Regions from separate parts of the Mus musculus genome. Here all the other regions are linked to region 1. The links are chromatin contacts, called in public Hi-C and HiChIP or PLAC-seq maps. All regions are on one chromosome and are shown on one strand. The core of a region is the stretch at or near the end of the contact, and the rest is flanking DNA. Distances in the headings are between cores, read along the strand shown.

Region 1 (3,574 bases), core at 388-2,887:
GTCAGGAGACGAAGCCTATGTAAGAGGAAGAACATGATTTCTGAACTCATGGCACTGACCAAAACCAGCAAGTTCCAGCCATGCCTCTGTTACCTACCCTTCCATTCTTCAAGTCTTTGAAAGTCCTCACCCTCAGGCTTGCTCCTCTCCGCTCAAACATTTCCAGAAAAGCCTCTTTCAGAACAACCAATCTCAGGCGTTTCCCCTTCAGTTTTACTATTCAACTTTTTTTGATATCATGCTATTTTATATACAACTCGATTTGATGAGTTTCTTTGTGTTTTTTGTTTGTTTGTTTGTTTTTGTTTGTTTGTACATAAGGGACTCTGGGATCGCAGTATAGCATCAATAAATATTTGCCAATTATACATGAGGCCAACACAGGTAGATTTTAATTGTTTTGTAAACAGAACCCAAGGTTTATTCAAGTTATGATAGCTATTGGTTTGCTCAACTTACCCAACTGATCCGATCTAAGTCCTGCCCATGAGTACTTTTGTCCCACTGAGGGATTATAAGACTCTGACAAATAGGACTTTTTCCACAGGAAGTTTCTCTGGTATTCACTCAGCCCCTATAATGAAAAGTGCAATTTGAGCACAGTGTAGTGAAGAGGTGTTTTAGCATCAGAAAGAAAAACAAAAACAAAAAAACCTCAACCTCTGAAGAGTGTTCTTGAAAGGCCCAAGAATGAGAATTAAACCCCAGTCAAGCTCCTTAATAATAGCTAATATTTACCCAGCCCTGGGCTAAGTAGCCCCTTAATCCTCACAACCACCCGAGCCAGACAAGCCGGAGTCCCTCAATGAGGCTGCGCTATAACTGGTTCTCTGATTCCAAAGTGTGGTAACAAACCTAAGTCCTCACTAGAGGTTTATCCTAAATTCATCGAGTGCATAATGTTATGGCTTTTAATAAAAGGCAATTAGAGAAAGACGTGTTCCCCTCCCACTCTGTCTGGCAAGCACTTTAGAATTAAAGAGTCCGGGATTACAGAAACACTGTGGCCACCTGTTGCGTGGAAAGGCGTTAGACACAGACAGCTATCTGGAACTGTGAGCAAAACCTAAAGCAAACGTGCAACTAGCAGGCTGCACACCTACCCACGCTCTCCTTTTACTGGGGCCCGCTTCCCAAGCGTTTAAAAGACCCGCGCGCTTTAAAGTTTTGCAGGAAAGGAGCTGAATGCTATCGGCAAGAGGAACCACAGGTGTCCTACACCGACAGCAGCCTTTCGTCCCACTGTCAAGGGCCCTCCTTCCGCCTCCGCTCCTGGCGACCCCAGACTGACGCCGTCAGGCCCCCATCGAACTCTCCCCACCCGCCCCTCCGCGCTGGGCCACCGGCCGGAGCATCCTCCGCCCCGCACAGGCTCCGGCCAGGAGGCTCGGTACGGCACAGGCGCGTCACGCACCCACCCCGCGGCGTCCCCGCCACCCGCCGCCCAGCCCCCGGCCTCACCTTGAAGCGCACCGGCATGTCGCCCTGCGCTGCGGAGCCTGCCCCGCCGACAGTTAACGGGAGCAAAAGCCCCGAGGGGGCGGGACGACGCGACAACACTGGTTCCCTAGCAAGATCCTGGACCCGGCGTCCCCGACGACGCGCCGGCGCACTCCGCGCCGCCCTCCCGCCCCGCCTCTCGGCCTTGCTCCGCCCATTTTGAGGCCTAAAGACCAATGGCAGCCCTCACCGTCATTACGATTAGACCAACCAGCACTCGTAAGGGCACGGCCCCGCTCCCTAATGGCGGGCGAAGAGCTGGCCAATGAGGATACCGGAGCTGCGGTGGGCGGAGCCCGCGGGAGCTTTGTTCAGGAGGCTGCAGGCAGAGTCCCCGCAGTGCGCGCACCGCAGCCTGTCTGTGTAGTGTGGCCGGGCTCGGCAAGAGCCTACCTCACTGGTTCCAGCTCCCTGACATCACAGAACGTGAAAGTGTGCCTGGCATTCCAGAATGCACGACAGAACCCACAGTCTCTTTGTCCATAAAGGAAATTGCCCCTAGAGTACCCGGCTGAAAAGAAGTTGCTAAGGAGAGAAGCGTTACACGAGCCTTGGGTCAAAAAGGATAGGTCCAAAAATACATACGACCTAGGATGATTCAAGTAAAGTTTATTAAGACCGCAAAGCCAACTCATCCTTTTTAAAAATAAAATTCCCTCTGTACACCAGGCTGGCCTGGAACTCAAAGATATCTACCTGGCTCTGTCTCCATAGTGCTGGGATTAAAGGCATGCACCACCAGTCCCAACATTGGGCAGGCAGAGCCAGGGAGATCTCTGCCTGGTCTACAGAGTGAGTTCCAGTATCGGGCTACACAGAAAAACTCGGTCTTGAAAGAATAAATAAAAATAAAATTCCATTTGACTTTTATAGGTTATTGCCCATCGTGAAACACTGCTAATTCTGAAAGTCCAGAAAAAAAATTACCCAGACATGCTAAATACATTATTTAGTCGATCATAATATACTATGTCCTGGGCTCGCTTTCCAAGTGAGAGGCATGAATGGGAAGTTTGAAGCAGAGTGGTCCCTGAGGGTAGAGATGATTAGAAGAGGCTCAGGGGTAATTTTCAGACTTGGCCTTGAAAATTACAACTGCAAGAAGAGGAAGATAAGATGATCAAGGCAGACATATGTCTGGAGAGAAGGTTGCCGGGGTTCTTCTAGGAATAATGAATTTACCTTTGTCCTGTGTTGGGATGTTCCCATCAACCCTTCCCAGTCCCTTCAAGTGCTTCCTGCAGACTCCTCTTCTTGGCTCCTAATTGATGTCTCCGATCTTCTTCATTATCATGGAGATAATTTAAAAATTCATTTGAAGAAGCCACCTGATATCTAAAACAGAGAGAATATTAAATAAGACCCTGTGCTGCCATGCATCCAGGAGACCTTTCGTTAATGTTAATCGGTGAGGACAGAACCCCAGTCCTGTGAATTAAAAATGACACAGGCAAGACACAGTGGAACATGAAATGAAACCCCCTGCAGGAAGCCAGCCAGGACCTTACAGGATAGGACAGAGCCGGTTCTGATTGTACACAAAGCTTTGTCACCACACAGTCTCAGGGGAAGTAGGTAGAAGAACATAGCCTGTCTGCTTAAAAAGGAACAAAGGCGATTGGGATAAAGCTCTGCTGGGCAGGGAATCAATGACAAGAAACGCATGTGGCCGTTGGTAAAGATGACTTGGTGACACCCAGCTTTGCTAGAGATGTATTGCAGGGACTCAAGGGAGAAATGTTTACTTTGTCACGGTTAAGCAAAAATCAACTCCCCCCACCCCCCACCCTGGGGAAATGAATCAAAGATATGGAATAAAAAAAAAAGGTTTGAACACTGAATAAATTATGTAGTCTCTGTGTTACCAACAACTCTTGCCAAAAAAAAAACCACAAGGATGGAGTGGATTCCAAAATCCCACACACATTTTTCAAGATTCAATGTGAACTGCCTCACTGGCATGTACAGCCATGCACAGTATGCCCAGCAGCATCACAGAGACTCTCTCCAACAGCCATATATCTATAGATGTGTTATTACTGCCGGCTACAACCATGGTAGCTGGCTACTAAGT
Region 2 (3,574 bases), core at 523-3,022, 240 kb after region 1:
AGGAGGCCAGGGAGACAGCCTGCCATTTCTCTGTGGCTTCCCGAGCTGTGTGATACAGCCTGGCGTGGAATCGGAGTTCAGCAAATATTTGTTGAATCAGTTAATGAATTTCATTCCACATCTAATCCATAGAGATTACCAAAGTCCTCACAGGCCTCCGGGAATCCAGCCGTGTGTTGCTTTTCTAAGGGAAACACAAGCTGAAGGAGTCTAGGCTGGTATTTCAGCCTAATTCCCTTTTATTATCAGCCTAATCTTGGATCATGTAAATGATGATCGTACTATATCCGTCAGGATGCTCTGCATGAAAAGGGCTCAGTCATAGCTTATCCTCATTCAGAGTGAATCTAGAGATTCAATTAAATGATGCCCCGCCAGAGCTCAGTTCTAATACGGACGGAGGGATGTTTTGACGTTCGATGCTTGTCTTAGGTTAATAGCACTGTCAGGTTGTATTAATGGGTTATTAACTCGATGACTTGACTTCCCAATTTGAGAAAGAGGTCAGCTAGGTAGTTACACCTACTGATATGCCTTAGCAAAATTTCACTTACCTGAGAATATTACTATGAGCAGAGAATGTACGGATAAATGCATGTAAAACAAGAACAAATAAAAAAAAAATTGGGGCCGGGCGTGGTGGCGCATGCCTTTAATCCCAGCACATGGGAGGCAGAGGCAGGCAGATTTCTGAGTTCGAGGCCAGCCTGGTTTACAAATTGAGTGCCAGGACAGCCAGGGCTACACAGAGAAACCCTGTCTCGAAAAAAACAAAAATAAAGAATTTTTTTTGTGCCAGACTTTGGATAATTAAAGAAGGTATTTTAGTATTTTAGGATGACTACAAATCCATTGTTTTAGGGCTGTGGGATTTATTTTCTATTTTACACCTTATTGGCTTTTTTTTAATGATGCTATTTGTCTACTTTATTATAAGAGCCTGGATTTCACTAATTAATTATTTTTAATATATAGATCAGGTTAGCCTTTGAATAGTCTGTGTAGACTGTAATGACCTTCAACTCCTGATTCTCCTGCCTCTGCCTCCCAAGGATTATGTGTGAACTACTATGCCTAGCGGGAGTCTTGCTTTATACAGTCAGATTTTTATACGTATTAAATTATTAATTTTAGACTGTACATATTATATGAGAAAAAAATCCAGTAACACTGGCAAATTGAAAAGAAAAGTTCCAGAAATAAAAAAGATTTCCCTTTTGGATCTTTTGGATTTTGTGATATGTATGTATGTATATATATATATATATATATATATATATATATATGTATGTATGTATGTATGTATATATATATACACACACACACCACACCCACATTATATATATATATGCATATATATACACACATATGAATACACATACATATATGTGTGTGTATACATATACATATATCCCATCACCAGATTTGGTCCTAGCGTAGATACACATACCTGAAAAGTCTAGTATGTGGACTCACCCTCTCTTTCACCCTAGCGTCCCTGATTGTCAAGAATCCTTTGGGAAATAAATATTAGGTGTCGTTTGGACTTGGCAGTTATACCTCATTCTCAAAGATTTTCAACTCGTTTTGAAAATTGGATATCCTTGGGTGTTTACAAGACGTAGATTTAGAATCTTAAAGTCCTTTCCTTACCCCGCTAAAGACTCCTTTCCTACCAACCGCCTTCTGACTGACATTAACATACTGGAGTCTAACCAACTTCAAAGATTGTAAAAACAGCTATGACGTCTGGTGTTTGTGGAGTCCTTTCCACGTCCCTCCAGTCAGGCAACATGTGACTATACCAGGAAGCTTCCCACCCACACACAGCCCTGAGTGACTCTGTCCAGAAAGTGGATGCTTTAACCAAGAACCTCTCCAGCCCCATCTGTTTCAGAAAGCCCTGAAATTCGGATCTAGGACCCCACCCTCTCTGATCTGTCCCTCATCCTGGGGCAGTCTCCAGCCTCTACTCTGGTCCACCCGTCTCACCTCAGATCCACTCGGCTGATCCACAGGCCTGCCCTAGGCTCTCTAACAACAGCAAAACAACTGACTTGCACCGAATACTTTGGGAGTTGGGTCACAGGAGGGTGGAGGACCACAGTGGGACTGAGGGGCTGCGGGCAGGCTGGTCCTCCCATTGGCTCAGCCCTCTCCTCCTCCCCAGCCCCACGCGCTTGAAGTTCCTGCCAAATCGCTGCCTTTGTCTCAGAAACATTCCGCCCACACCCCAAACCCTCAGGAGCTCTCTTCTGCTCTCCAAACTCTCGGGGTATTTTTCAAAGTAAATACATTTCCCATTCTGAGAAGGATTCTGGTGCCAACTTTAATAAGAAAACATTCCTCGGCCTTATCACGTACGATGCACCAATTTAATCACGATTTTCTTTTTTAAATGTTAGAGCGTCCAACGTTCGAATAGACAGCAGGAGGTTTCCATGTATTTTAGAGCTCGGGAAGCCTAACTCTTACCAAAAATAAAATCATTTAAAAACAAAGGGGGAACCCACAGGCAGAAGTGCCCGGCGCGGGGGAGGGGCGGGGGCGGACGGCTAACAGCTGGTTTTCAGCGCTGGTTCCTAAGTGGAGCTTTAGAGAGGAGTTACTTGTCATCAGAGCTTCCAAAGTCAAGTTACATAAAACAGAACACTCCCTTTTACTTTCTAGACACCCACTGTGGTCGCAGCGAACTGCGAACTGCGACCCAGCGCGAGGAGACGCAGAGGATGCACGCCCTTCGTTTGTGCGGGGATCACCAAGTCCTCTGGTCCTCTCTTAATTGAGGGATTGGCACACCCGAGATGACATCACAAATTCCTTGAATTTTCCTTAGAAACAGCCACTGCCCTGTCACTTAGGATGGACTGTGAGAAGTCCTTTTCTGAAGGAAATACATCTATCTGGAAGCCACTAAATTGCATCTAAATATAGATTAGTTTACTGAGCGAGCAGGAGCCAGTGCCTCTGAGGTATTTTATTTCTGTGATATAATGAATTTCACAACTGAATGTGAATAAAGGAAAGTTGCCTCTCTCTCTCTCTCTCTCTCTCTCTCTCTCTCTCTCTCTCTCTTTCTGGAAATGTTTTGTGGAGATATTATGTCCCCACCACTACATGCTGGCTCAGTTGATAATGGCTATGTGAACTGTTTCTTGAAAGGGGTATAATTTCCACATAATTTGGGGAGTGTGGTTATTATTCAGATATTTATACATAATTATTACAGCTTCCCTTAGAATGAGTTCATGTGTCCTATGTGTCCATGGTCAAGCCTAACTCGGCTATTAATTTCTCTGATTCATTGTGTTTTATCATCACAGTGGGTTTTAATAACACAGTCAGTTCTGCTGTCTCCACAAAAGGAAATGCTCTTCCAAAGGGACGGTCTGCCAAACCTAAATAACTTCTGCAGTCTTCTACAGTCAGTATCAGCTTGTACCACTGAAAAACAATGCACCGTGTTGGTGTTGGTGTTGATGATGACCACAAACTCAGGTTGTTGGGGTTTTTATTATTATTATTATTATTTGGTTGGTTTGGCTTGATTTTGGTTGTTTTGTTTGAGACAGGG
Region 3 (3,574 bases), core at 653-3,152, 160 kb after region 1:
AGCCTCCAAATAGGGATCTGTCTAATACTGATGTCTTTGTGTGTTTGTTTTTGTGTGGTAGATAGATAGATAGATAGGTAGATAGATAGATAGATAGATAGATAGATAGATAGATAGATAGATAGATAGATAGATGTAGGTGTAGATGTAAGTGTGGATGTGGTGTAAGTGTGTTCGGGTATACATGTGTGCATGTGTGTGTTGAGGCCAGGGGTCAGTGTTAAATGACTCCCTCAATTGTCTCTATTTCTGAGGTAGGCTCTCCACTGAACCTGAAGTGCCTCAATTCAGCTAATCTGGGCGACTAATGTGACCCAGGGATCCCCCTGTGTCCATCCCCAGTGCTGGGCTTACCACACTGGGGTTCTGTATGTGTGGGCCAGAGAGTCAAATTCACAGAGGAACTCGGAGACTTGTTTCATCCCCTCTGTCCCATGTCACTGGTGTCTTTAAGAAGTCAAAAAAACAAAAAACAAAAAAAGCAAACAAACCAAAAAAAAAAAAACAAAAACAAAACCAGACACTGCAGTCATCTTATTTTTTTAAGATTTATTTTTATTTTCACCCCCATTTAAATGTGTGAATGTGTGTGTGTGTGTGTGTGTGTGTGTGTGTGTGTAAATTGTGTGAAAGTGTGAATGTCTGTGAGAAGGTGAGAGTGTGTTGTGTGTGTGTTTGAATGTGTGTGAGATTGTGTTGTGTGTGAGAGTGAATGTATGTGTGTGTGAGTGTGTGAATGTGAGTGTGCACGTGAATGTGTTTTGTGTGTTGTGAGAATGTGTGTGTATGTGTGAAAGTGTGTGTTTGAATGTGTGTAAGAGTGTGTGTGAATGTGTGTATGTGTGAGTATATGTGAGTGTGTGTGTGAGTATGTGTGTGAATGTGTGTACGTGTGAGTGTATGTGAGTGTGTGTGTGAATACATGTGTGTAAATGTGAATGTGTATGTGAGTGTGTGTGAGTGTGTACTGTAAGCGTGTGTGTGTGTGTGTGTGTGTGTGTGTGTGTTTGTGTGTGTGTGTGTGTGAGCATGCGTTCATGCAATGTGTGCAGGTGTCCTTGGAGACCAGAAGCATAGCAGATACCCTGGAGCTGGAGTTACAGGAAGTTGAAAGCTGACTGACAAGGGCTCTGGGAAGCCAACTTGGGTCCTCTGAAGAGGAGGAAATACTCTTGACCAAGAAGCCGCCTCTTTACTCCCGTCCCACCCTTTCAGCGGAAATGTTTTGGTTTGGTTTGGTTTGGTTTAAACTCGAACGCTATCTAATTTAGTGTCAATTTTAGTAAATGTGCAGATTTGAGTTAAGTCACATAAACTGATAAATAAACCCGGATATAGGGAGATGTTTGGTCCTCTATTTTATGAAGTGCAGGATTTCATCATCGAAGGAACCAAAAGCCCCTTAAACACCGTCCCAGAGACCCCTGCTCACGATTGTGCTAAAGCTGCTCTCCACAGAGTTCCTGCTTCTGCTGCTCATTAGGAAAAGTACTTCAACACCCAGCAGAAAAGAATAATTAGCAAATCAATTAATTAAGGGCCTAGCAACACTCTTCCTGCCAGCCTCAGCCACAGCTTCCTTGTAAATAAGCTCTTTTGCCTACATTAAAGTCATTAGCTCTCCATATGTAAATAGTAAAGCCCTTGGATTTCAACGGACTGCCTATCAGGGAACAGATTTCAGTCCACCTCGATGTAGTCAGGATACTGCAGACAAAGAGCCATGCTGTCTTAACCAAGAACACAGCTATACATAGCTTCTGGGTCCATTCATTTCCCAGATTCACCTTTCCTCCTTGGGACATTAGCCAAACATCTATTTTAGTTATAACACAGACACAAGGAAACGCTATAGTAATTAAAGAAACCACCCATTTCCTTCCCCTGACGTTCCAGGAAGCCACGTTATTTCTGCAGACCAATCTCTATTTGCTGACAATTCGCCTGAGCTTGAACAGCCAAATAAAATGTCCTAGAAACTGTCCTTGCAGCGACAGCCAAGAACACATCTGAGTCTCGGCTCCTTCCACAGGAAAATGCACACCAACAAAATATGTGCTTGTGTGTATTTAAGACACGAGTGTCTAGGGTCTCATTAGGTTCTGAGAGATTTAAAGTCCTACCACCCTGTAAAAACAAGCGTTTGAAGGAACTGGCCCTAAAGTTAGCTGGGTCCTTTGCCAAATTCACCTCATATTTTTATTCCTGTGGTTATCCTCTTTTTAAATTACTGCTGTTTATTTTTGTGCCTCTTGCCATCGTCTCCATCGCCACTCTCTTTACAGTGAGTTTTAAAACAAACAAATCGTTTATATTCATATACACCTGCTGGCCATTTTAGCTTTTCAGCGCCTGTCCCCCAACACACACGCTGTCGTGTCTTGGAGTTTTGTTCCTTTCTCCTTTTTTGTTCTTTTTCTCTTCTTTTGTCATTTCTCTTCTCCACTCTAAAGAAGAATAAACTATCGGAAGCCAGCCTAACAGAAATGAAGAGGGTCTAAAGCAGTGGTTCTCAACCTGTAGGTCACGAGCCCTTTAGTGGTCAAATAACCTTTTCACAAGGGTCGCCTAAGACCATCAGAAAAAAATCAGATACTTACATTATGATTCATCACAGTAGCAAAATTGCAGTTATGAAGTAGCAACAAAAATAATTTTATTCCTCACCACAACATGAGAAATTGTATTCAAGGGCGGGAGCATTGGGAAGGTTGAGAACCACTGGTCTAAAGAGACGTTTGTGTGGCTTAATCCATCAGACTGTTGAAACGATGGATCCTAAGAAGAAATAAAAATGAAAGAGTCCCTAGGAATCTCGAGGCAGAAGAAGGAAAAGGCCCCAGGCAGAGCGGGGGATTTGTCTCCCAGGACCCGATTCTAACAACTCGGCAGACTGCCTTACAGGATGAGACTGTAGCCCAGAAGATGAGCCAGGGATGTGAGGGACCACCGGAACTGTTAGATGCGCACAGCCTTGGTTCCTGCTGCCCCTCCCCCAGCAGCTCTCCCCTGTGACCTCAACCCCAGCTTGCCACCACTGCTCCTGACCGCCTCACCAACCTCACCTTAATGTTGTGAAACCACCTTTTACACAAAGGCGTTCAGGAGGTGGGGCCAGTCCGGACCCTTTAACATCCATTCTGTGGGTTCTGGTTTGTTTGATTTGCTTAATGGAGACAAACCCATTACCTGCCATGGGATACTATAGCTTTGAAAGACCTGGGACCATCCATTTATACTTTATATTTAATGCAGCTGGTCAGCCTTGGGTCGTGCATCTGCCTTAATTTTTACGGTGTGATGGGTTTTGGGGATTTTTGTTTTTTGTACTAAGCAAGATTCTATGACTGCCAGCTGTCCCTTCTGATCCATAAGTTAAAACCAATGATTCTTTCTGACAATATTCAGTACTTATTGTAGAACTTGTGGCAAAGGTACTATTTGCCTAATTAGTTTAGGCAATTAATAATCTTTGCTGCCCCAAACTATAAACTTGCAAAAAGCAGCTTCCCTTCGGTGTCTCCTCTCTGCTTCTTCTACCTTTTACATTGCTTTGTCTCCAGTAAATAAATAA
Region 4 (3,574 bases), core at 505-3,004, 130 kb after region 1:
CAAGCTAGTCATCCTATCCCAGGCACTTTATTGGCATATCAAGATGGTATTTGTTTCTGGTTTTTTACTATCATGTACTAATTGTTTATGTATGTATGGATGTATGGATGTATGGATGGATGGATGTCTGGTGTGATATTTCTATGCATGCACTGATCAAATCCATTTTTTTGTTGTTGTTTTGGTTTTTTGTTTGTTTGGTTTTTTGAGACAGGGTTTCTCTGTATAGCCCTGGCTGTCCTGGAACTCACTTTGTAGACCAGGCTGGTCTCGAACTCAGAAATCCGCCTGCCTCTGACTCCCAAGTGCTGAGATTAAAGGTGTGCACCACCATGCCCGGCTCAAATCCAGTTTTAAAAGCAAATCTTTTTCTCTTAATAATCTTTAAGATGTGTCCTAGAACCAAATGTTGCAGCAACCCAAGATGCTAATTACCCATTAATGTCTTTAAACAGCATTTTTTTGTGGCCTTGCAGAAAACCCAACGTTTAAATCTGTGACAATGAACACAGTAGGTTAGGGCTTCCGTAACACCCCCGACGCAGAAGAAATACACCACGCAAATGAAGAGCAAACCTGACACAGGCAACAATGGTTCATTTCGGTATGGAAAGCCCTGGCAGGGACTTCTACAGAAACGCAAGCCTTCAGCATCCCCTAGGAGCCTTTATTCACTGCCAGGAAAAGCTGGGACAGGAGACTTCACTTCTCTGAGGATGGGGGTGGGGCTTTACCTCACTTTCCTTATTCAAGGGCCTTCCTCTGCCCCCTGCCCAGCAGTAATGGAATGAGCAACCCAAATAATGTGCACACTAATTAAATCTTCTATAGAGGTGGGAGGGAAAGAGTCTGGCAAGAGGCCAAGTCGTTTTAATATTTCCTGGGGGAGAAGAGATAAGAACTTAGTCAATCTAATCGAAAGAAAAAGAGACAGAGAGACAGAGAGACAGAGAGACAGAGACAGAAAGAAAGGATGGAAAGAAAGAAAACAAAAGTGAAAGAAAAAAAAAGAAAAAAGTCTATTCCTTCAAGACTCAAGCACCCCAGTTGTAATTGATTGATACCATTTAGAGGTAATCTAGCAGCACTGAATAATTTATTTTAAAATAACAGATGTGGAAACATGAAGCTACACTAGCCACTGTCCAGCAGCACATGTACTCATGATGAATACCATGCCAAGATCAAGCCTTCGTCTTTGTTTTAAAGATTTCCAGACACCTCGTTTTAGTAGTTAAATTTAGGAAGGCAGTAATTTCGAGCCAATGGGTGAGACTGGATTATAAATCTTCATTCCATGAATACAGGCCAATCTTACTGGGCACCGTGCAGGGACGTCAGAAAGACAGTAGAGGATGGAGAAACAGGCCCGCCCTTCACCACAGGCTTGCTTCCGTCAGATCCTTCCTGGTGATAAAACACCTGAAATACATCAACCTATAGAGACAAAAGACTTAGTGTGTTCATGGTTTGGAGGGGCTGACTCATGGTCTCTGGATTATAGTTTGATCAGTGAATAATTGAGTCTGGTACCTATCTGCCAGGACTCCAATATCTGCCCTGTGGAAAGTGAGAGACCCAGCACTGCCTGTGTCCTGCCCACAGCTGGGACCTTTCTGAGTCCTTTGCATAGCGTCTGCTGTGAGGCAAGATTTCTGGTCCACATTTCTGCCAGTGTTGACCTCACTGTCTACTCTCCTATCACCGTAGTGAGACAGACGCCGTGTCAGGGAGTACAGCTGCTGCCTCCTGTGCCCAGGAAGCAGAGTAAAAGGAAGAGGCTGGAGGCCCAGCAGTCTCTTCAAGGAGAAACCACCAACTACATACCTTCCTTCCGCTAGTCCCCACCTCTTAAAGGTCCCACCACCACGACCACGAATAACAACAATATTCCCAAAGCAGTATGACTGGCAGCCAAGCCTTTAACGAAAGCCCCTCTGAGGAATATTTAAGATCTGAATATAATAAGCGAGGAAGACCAACAATAAGTACCAAATAAATAGAAGAAATAAATTCAATGATCAGAGGCAGTGATAAATCTACTCTCATCTCACATTACAGCTCCGTGAACCACTTATAACATCTACGAACTCTCGATTTCAGCTACTGTTAAGACAATAAGGTTGGGTTTTTTCCTCAATGTGGTAAAAGTCATGTGTCTCCATAAAGAATGATTTAACACAGTATTCTAATTTCTCCCACTAAAAGAACCTATATTACTCACCATAGCCTATTAAAGTATTAGATTGGTATTTGTTCTATCAACATATTTAAAGTCCTATAAATAATTTACAACTTTAAAATACAAAGCTTTACAAATAGCCTGGCACTCCCTTCCTCACCACTAATGAACACTCCTTTTCTTGCTAGTACATCTAACACCTGTTCTTTCTAGTTTCTAGTACAAACAAGGCACCAGCCATGTAATACTTCTGTCAGGGTGGGACAGATTATAATAGAGATGAACATTTTCAGGGGTTTAGCATCATGGCCTTCATAGAATACACATGTCCATGATGAAGTTGGCCAAGCAAACTCACTGAACTGCTATTAGTATAAAAACAAAGCACATACAGCTATGTACAGACTATACTCGATAATATCAATAAAGGACTCACTGGGCATGCTAGTACATGCCTGGTGTCCAAGCACTTGGGAGGCAGAAGCAGGAAGATCAGGAGTTCAATGACAACCTCAGCTACAGAACAAGTTTGAGACCAGCCTGAGATCCAAGTCATTCTTGAGTGTGGTGTGTGTGTGTGTGTGTGTGTGTGTGTGTGTGTGTGTGTGTGTGTTTGATTTAATCTCATGCTATTTTCCCCCACCGTGGCAATAGGCAATATCACATACACACATGCACACACACATGCATACACATATACACAAGTGTGTACACATATATACGCACACATATACACATATACACATACATACATACATACATACACACATACATACATACACACATATACATACATACATACACATACATATACACACACATACATGCATACATACACACACATACATATACACAACATACAAACACATGCATACACACACACACGCCTAGGGATATAGTGGACCATGCCATCTAGATGTATGACATATATTCTCACAGACACAAGCTTGCTTAGTGATATATTTCACATAAACTATCTCCAATGTTTAATATCGTGACTGTAGAATATGGGATCAAGTCTCTGTTCTACCTCGGATAGTTTCAACCATCGCCTACTAGCAGAGGAGCAGGCAACAGAGACAAAGCGTGGTCCCATCAGCTTCCTCTCCTGGAGCCTTTTGGAATGGCTGCCCTGCTCACCCCTCAAACTCTACATATTCCTTTCACTCCCTGAGGAATGGCTACCACTTCCCAGCACTTCCCTGTGAACCATCCCCTCCAGAAAAGCTTGTTCTGCAAACCGGAGCCCAAGTTTCCCGTGCATAATTTGTCAGTGATTGATGCCAGCAAGGATATTACCATTTTAATAAGGTCTATAAGAACTGAGAGTCTAAGAATAGGTCTCCAGGCCTTGTGACTGACAGGATACATGGACCAGCCCGAAGAGCTCCT

Evidence for each region. A called contact is a pair of places that touch in the nucleus more often than the background predicts. HiChIP or PLAC-seq counts read pairs in DNA pulled down with a chosen protein or histone mark.
Region 2: a Hi-C map of uterus shows a contact between it and region 1, with 6 times the contacts expected there. The contact joins the enhancer-like site here to the promoter of Mdm1 in region 1. A contact is called at or near these places in 5 of 39 promoter capture datasets (embryonic stem cells, frontonasal cranial neural crest, hematopoietic stem and progenitor cells and 2 more), 6 of 484 Hi-C or Micro-C datasets (bone marrow-derived macrophages, cerebellar granule neurons, forebrain and 3 more), 8 of 115 datasets of contacts at active chromatin or transcription factors (CD8 T cells, bone marrow-derived macrophages, effector CD8 T cells and 4 more) and 3 of 9 other capture datasets (adipose tissue, liver and pancreatic islet).
Region 3: a contact with region 1 is called in an H3K27ac HiChIP or PLAC-seq map of the HPC-7 cell line, with 7 times the contacts expected there. The contact joins the enhancer-like site here to the promoter of Mdm1 in region 1. A contact is called at or near these places in 1 of 15 datasets of contacts at CTCF or cohesin (CD8 T cells), 2 of 484 Hi-C or Micro-C datasets (nephron progenitors and rod photoreceptor), 1 of 115 datasets of contacts at active chromatin or transcription factors (the HPC-7 cell line) and 3 of 9 other capture datasets (adipose tissue, liver and pancreatic islet).
Region 4: a Hi-C map of the N1E-115 cell line shows a contact between it and region 1, with 5 times the contacts expected there. The contact joins the enhancer-like site here to the promoter of Mdm1 in region 1. A contact is called at or near these places in 4 of 39 promoter capture datasets (the C10 cell line, second pharyngeal arch cranial neural crest and trophoblast stem cells), 1 of 15 datasets of contacts at CTCF or cohesin (CD8 T cells), 4 of 484 Hi-C or Micro-C datasets (the N1E-115 cell line, bone marrow-derived macrophages, nephron progenitors and 1 more), 2 of 115 datasets of contacts at active chromatin or transcription factors (the SCID.adh cell line and effector CD8 T cells) and 3 of 9 other capture datasets (adipose tissue, liver and pancreatic islet).

Annotation. Positions count from the first base shown.
Region 1 is chr10:118,139,850-118,143,423 of GRCm38.p6, reverse strand. It overlaps Mdm1 (transformed mouse 3T3 cell double minute 1), which reads right to left and starts at 1,637. Exons shown (of 14, transcript NM_148922.3): 1 at 1,462-1,637; 2 at 460-574. The coding sequence starts at 1,479.
Region 2 is chr10:117,904,944-117,908,517 of GRCm38.p6, reverse strand. Gm32605 (a long non-coding RNA gene) reads right to left here. Exons shown (of 6, transcript XR_872076.3): 6 at 2,357-3,574. Among named protein-coding and RNA genes, the nearest start is that of 4933411E08Rik, 19 kb to the left of the region's middle. Within about 2 kb of position 1,772, at least 233 of the 459 cell types and tissues checked have an H3K27ac peak or open chromatin away from gene starts, as enhancers often do. A contact at or near this core is called in CD8 T cells, adipose tissue, bone marrow-derived macrophages and 10 more, where this site is marked.
Region 3 is chr10:117,981,054-117,984,627 of GRCm38.p6, reverse strand. No RefSeq gene overlaps it. Among named protein-coding and RNA genes, the nearest start is that of Gm32663, 30 kb to the left of the region's middle. Within about 2 kb of position 1,902, at least 77 of the 459 cell types and tissues checked have an H3K27ac peak or open chromatin away from gene starts, as enhancers often do. A contact at or near this core is called in CD8 T cells, the HPC-7 cell line, adipose tissue and 2 more, where this site is marked.
Region 4 is chr10:118,005,186-118,008,759 of GRCm38.p6, reverse strand. No RefSeq gene overlaps it. Among named protein-coding and RNA genes, the nearest start is that of Gm32663, 6.2 kb to the left of the region's middle. Within about 2 kb of position 1,754, at least 55 of the 459 cell types and tissues checked have an H3K27ac peak or open chromatin away from gene starts, as enhancers often do. A contact at or near this core is called in CD8 T cells, the N1E-115 cell line, the SCID.adh cell line and 1 more, where this site is marked.